Regions from separate parts of the Mus musculus genome. Here region 1 is linked to region 2. A link is a contact called in public HiChIP or PLAC-seq data. All regions are on one chromosome and are shown on one strand. Each heading gives the region's core, a stretch centred on a gene start, on an enhancer-like site or on the middle of the called end of the contact. The rest is flanking DNA. Distances are from core to core; before and after follow the strand shown.

The links. HiChIP or PLAC-seq counts read pairs in DNA pulled down with a chosen protein or histone mark.
Region 1: a BATF HiChIP or PLAC-seq map of CD8 T cells shows a contact between it and region 2, with 11 read pairs. The contact joins two enhancer-like sites. A contact is called at or near these places in 2 of 15 datasets of contacts at CTCF or cohesin (CD8 T cells and large pre-B cells), 21 of 484 Hi-C or Micro-C datasets (CD4 T cells, CD8 T cells, CD8 central memory T cells and 14 more), 4 of 115 datasets of contacts at active chromatin or transcription factors (CD8 T cells, bone marrow-derived dendritic cells, embryonic stem cells and 1 more) and 3 of 9 other capture datasets (adipose tissue, embryonic stem cells and liver).

The regions. Positions count from the first base shown.
Region 1 is chr14:27,316,022-27,318,721 of GRCm38.p6, reverse strand. It overlaps a transcript of Arhgef3 not described here. Among named protein-coding and RNA genes, the nearest start is that of Arhgef3, 19 kb to the left of the region's middle. Within about 2 kb of position 1,406, at least 37 of the 459 cell types and tissues checked have an H3K27ac peak or open chromatin away from gene starts, as enhancers often do. A contact at or near this core is called in CD8 T cells and Th2 cells, where this site is marked.
Region 2 is chr14:27,197,270-27,200,098 of GRCm38.p6, reverse strand. It overlaps a transcript of Arhgef3 not described here. Among named protein-coding and RNA genes, the nearest start is that of Gm34848, 67 kb to the left of the region's middle. Within about 2 kb of position 1,423, at least 24 of the 459 cell types and tissues checked have an H3K27ac peak or open chromatin away from gene starts, as enhancers often do. A contact at or near this core is called in CD8 T cells and Th2 cells, where this site is marked.

The sequences.
Region 1 (2,700 bases), core at 157-2,656, 120 kb before region 2:
CCAGAAGGGGGAAAACAAACAAAAACTGTTCGTATACCTTTGAACTCAGACCCAGGAGAGTCCATTTGTCAGGCTTCTCTGTGTTTTAAAAGCACACACTGGTCAAATCTCAGACTAAGTTTTTCTTCTAAGAAGTCTCTTCAGATCAGCTGTGCCCAAGGACGTGGTGCCCTTGTTTGAATCCTAACAAAGCTCACTGCCACCACTTAACTAATCATATTCTGCCAGGTGGCATCTCTCAAAGTCATTTGTCACCCTGGTTCTGTAGGAGGCAAGAGAGGTGTTTTCAGTTTTGAATGAGCAGTTTACTGAGTTCATAGCAAGCAAAAAGTAGACGATTACATAGTGAGTATAAGGTAGCAAGGAGCAGCAGATAGACGCCCACAAGGTGATGCTCATGCAGTCTGGTGCTCAAAGTGCACAACTTTAGAAACAGACTGGGGACACCGCCCCTGGGGAAGACAGCTAGCGTCCCAGCTAGAGGGTCTTCTCCATGGATGAGCTTCCAGCTTCTCACCCCCACCGCAGGCCTTTTTATTATGAGATAAGCAATAGTAACCCCCACTGGACGTGGGTTGCCTTCTAGCTGTTGTCAAGGACACAACAACTTCTTGCTCTTAGCTGCCTGTTCTCCTTGTTACAATTAGGGGGCCAGCATACTTCAGCATACTTCAGGAAAGGAGAATTTGTTTTGGTCATGGGGTGGGGGGTTTCCTCCCAAAGTCTACTCTCACCAAGCTTAACCAACACACAATGGTGTATCACTATAATGATTGTGACGATCCTGCAGCCATGCAACCTTTCAGGTCGTTTCTCCACTTGAATCTGTAGAAAGTGCTCTCAGGGAAGTAGCCCACCAAAGGGACTTCTGCATCAAGGACTGATTGTAGTCGGATCACTTGTAGACCAACACCATTCTTTAACCCTGCATTTAACAGACAATAACTATCCTGCCAGGAACAGCAGTCATGTTGGAATCTAAGACTCCTTGAGGGTCTACTAAGAAGAAGGACCGCCCCTCCAAACACTTCATGCTAAAATGAGGAAATAATTACCATTTTAAAAGAAAGGGGGCCTGAAGAAAAGTGTTCAGTCTGTCTATGAGAAAACCCCAAGCCCAACACAGAACCCATTCTATAAGACAACCCAGAAAACCCGTGGTGAGCAAGGATGGAAAAGATTTCAGGACAGCAACATAAAGAAATGGCTGGGCTCTGGTGGGACCCAACCTCTCAGATTCGTTCCTTCATACTGCTTAATAGGAAGCACTACGTCAACTGTGGGGACAGTGTGTGAAGTCATATGAAGGAGGACTTTCCTCTTGGTCCGTATGATCAGGCAGGGCAGCTTGTGTGAGGATATAAAAGGCCCTCGTGAGGTTGGGGTGTATACCACGTGGCCCAGTGAAGGAAGTGGCATGCCACAAGGGTTTACTCTGAAATTCCTCAAAGCAAAGTGTGGGAGGAGGCCCGTGATTATGGCAGCTGGTTGGTGGACGAGTAGGCTGCTAATTACACTATTCTCACTACTATTCTAACGTGAGCAGATCACAGGGTCATATTTAATGCACTAAATTACCCAACTTAGAAAACGACAACTTCTGGCCAGACCTGGTGAGGCTACTTTGAAGGCAGTACACTTACAATCGTGAAAAACAGCCAGTGGGAACTGCTATGACATCAAGAGGCATCAATCTACTTCAATTTAAGTACACAAATATCTTGACCCTGAGTTACAGTTGTGAATTTATCACAAAAACTAGTCCAAAGGATGAAAAGATTATCATAGAGATAAATTCAAAATAACAGACTGGCTTTAAGTACAGGACATACACTATACTTCAAGAACTGTATCAAATGTTTCTATCCATTATTTTCCTCTAAATAACACTTTGAGGAAAGTATTATTGTTCCCAAGGCAGGGATGAAGAAAGCAAGTCTCCAAGATTGTACATCTAGGAAGATGCAGAACAGGAAATCCAGGTTGGGATGGCTTCAGACTCCTGTGACAATGGCCCTGAAATCCCACTGGAAGGTGATGGGGCCATTTACTTAAATGACAGGACATCCACTGGGTGAATTCTGTGAGACCATTCACAAGGGCACTTATGACACCAAGTGATATGGGGAAATGCAAAGGTTTAATATAAACCAAAAATGGAGAGTGTGCCCAAGAACACACATGAATATATAAGACTTTACAGGGGAGAAATAGAGGGATTGCTGCATGTGAGAAGAAACATCTTCCAACTATAGATGTGTGGGTGTGTTGTTTTATAATTCAAAATGCAAAGGGAGCTAGGTGTGGTGGCCCATGCTGGTAAGCAGGAGGTTGAATTCAAGCCAGGCTGGAATCCACAGTAAGACACTGAAACAACAAAAATACTAACAAAGCAGGAAGGATGGTAACTGGGAGGAAGCAGCCATTTTGGTAGCGATGTCTTCGTGAACCCTGTAAACCACTCATTTCTCCAGTTCCTCACCTTCCTCGACCTCCTCCTTCATCCCTCCTTTTTCTCCTCCCTCCTCCTCCCTCTCATCTTCTTTGTCTTTGGAATCTGCTAAAACCAAATGAAGAAATATCGCCCTTCTCCTCCCCCAAATATCTTTCCAATGGCCTGTGCTAGGAATCTACCAACTTTGCTCAGGAACTTGGAGTTATCCCATAGTGTAATGTTACAGCATGTGATGGTGTCTCATT
Region 2 (2,829 bases), core at 174-2,673:
CCCAATGGTGTTCCTTTCGTGCTAATTAACTCCCCAGATCCTCATAGGACCCTATGGACTAAGGCAATAACAGTGGTAGCTGAGGGGCCGGTTTTCAACATATGCATAACCAGGCAGTCCCATTCCAGGTACCTAAGAAATAAGATTTCTTTTTTCCTGGTCAGTTAGCCAGAATATATTAATTGTGTGTCATTTACCAAATATTTCTACCAAATACAGCCTGTCTGAATGCATAGGGCACTGCAAAGCTGTTCTCCTGGGCACCTCATCTTCCAGCTGGGAGAGAGCAGGGCCAGTGCTTGATCAGAGTTACTATAGTTATCCCCATGGCAACCTCACCTGGTTGCCCAAGCAGAGATGCTCCTCCCAGCCCCTCTGGGACACAGCTTGATTCGTGGACCCAGCCAGCCTTGCAAGTTCACTCTTCACCTGCCCCCAACTTGCTCACACTTTCATATGATTGTTACCCCCTGGTTCCCTGGATGTACCAGGACCAGGCTGTTGGGCAGATGGGGCTCATGGAAAGACCGGGTAGAGAAAAGAGATCTGCAGAGAGGGCAGCTGACATCCTCTCCCGTGCCCTAGCCTGACCCTACAAAAGGACAGCACCCTTGTCAGGAAGAAAGCACAGCACTGAATTCAGCAGAGGGACAGCTGAGCATGACAGGGAGATGTGGAGTTTGTCACTGGGGAACCCCAAATCTTGAAGAGTCGTGTGGATGCATTGTATCTCTGAATAGATTGTTTTTTAATCACATCTCCCTGAGTAGTCCAGATTGCCCTCAAATCCAATCTTCACACCTCAGCCTCTTCAGCAGCTGGGATTACGTGCATGTCCCCAGCTCAGAGAGTCATAGATTTTCCTAGTCAAAAATACCACTAAATAGAACACCTTTTAAGAGACTAGAGCCATGAATGGGTTTTCCAAAGCTGTCAAGGTCAAGGAAGAAACGGTAAAATTTGTCTTAAAAATTCTTAAAAAGCCAATTCCATAGTAGTGATTTCATAGGGTGAAGACTAACCAAGTCACGTATTCCCTGAATCATACTTCCTGTTACATATTCCTGGAATATGAAACTTTATGATTCATATACACTAATTTTATAATCATAAGATACTAGTTGGTTTCTTTTGTGTGTGGGGGGGGGGGGTGTTTTGGTTTTGGTTTTGGTTTGAGTTTTTTGAGACAGGGTTTCTCTGTGTAGTACTGGCTCTCTTGGAACGTGATCTATAGATCAGGCTGAAACTGACAGAAATTCTCCTGCCTCTGCCTCAGGAGTGATGGAATTAAAGGCATGAGCCAGCACTGCCCTGCTTGTTTTTTTTTAAACACTGATATGCCCTGGTCATGTGTAGGTGGAAGAAGAAACCCTACCCACTAAACAGTAACAAACACTGCCCACCTTCCCTAGTAAAACAGAAACCTAAAGAAGCGAGTACCTCTGCTTTCATAGAGCAGTTTTTAAAGGTAACAATGAGTGTGGGCAGACAAGAGATGTTGGTACTGGACCTCGGAGTTTTATAAACCAGTGGTTCTCAACCTTCCTGCTGCAGCACGACCCCAAAGTATGGTTGTGGTGACCCTGGGCCATAAAATCATTTTTGTTGCTACTTCATAACTGTAATCTTGCTACTCTTATGAATCATAATGTAAATATCTGTGTTTTTCAATGGTCTTAGGTGACTCCTGTGAAAGGGTCATTTGACCCCCAAGTGGTTCACAACTCATAGTTTAAGAACCTCTGCCATAGACTATCAGAACATTCCCACGTGCCATCTGGTAGCAATTTAAGGAACACGTTCCAAGAGGATGGAAATAACCCAGAAGCTCAACCATAACAATAATTTCTGTAACTCAATGATCTTAAACATATATACAGCCCCTCAGATGGCTCCTCCCACATGACTCTAGAAGGAGAAGCCAGATAACTAGCCAGCAATAGGGACTCATTGCTACGGTTCACCCTGGTGAATAAGGAGGAAAGTAGCAAGAAGACTCCAACCCCAGTGTGGACATGTGGATCCATCCTGACCTGGCAGCTTCACTATACATGGGCTCTCACCCAGACACAGAGTTGAGCAAGTGGAGACTTAGGTGTGAGACAGCTGGGCCTCAAGAGGCTGGGACAGACTCTCAGGCTATTCTTCTCAGGTGACAGATTATTGCCTACCTCAGAGGCCATGCACAGACTCCATAATGGGGCCTGCTGGACCCTGTCCATAGGGTGCCCACACTAAGGGTGAGACTGTCTCTTCAAAGATGTCTTTCCCTAGGAGCTGTACCTTCCCAGAGTTCTCAGTCCCATCCCCACTGCCAGGAATAGGGAAGAGAAAAGGCGCAGAAACAAGAGTGGAATTGTGCTCTCAGATAAACACCTCGCTAACATTGAAGTAAAACAGTCACCTTCCAAAGGCTATGTGTGGTGCCCGTCACCCTAAAACGCATGAGGATGGGAACCCACTCGTGTGCACAGGTACTCCAGTTCCTCATCTACCCCACAGGGAGGATAATGGCACCAACTTCAGAGGGGTTAGTTGGTGAGTGGACTAAGTAACTCCATCTGCAGAATATGAAGGACATATAAAGATAGTTATTGTGACGATTAACCCACATACCATTGGCCTATTACCGATGGCTGCACAGAGGTGACAAGGACCTGAAATTTGCTCTTCTATTTAAGCCTGACAACACCATCTAAGTAGACATGGAGATACTGAGGGGTGATGGGATAAAGGACCTGGCAGATCACACAGGAAGGAAAACACAATCTGCCGGGCTCCAAGTCCAACCAGCTGCACTGAGGGCTTGTGTCCGCTGTACAGCCTTGT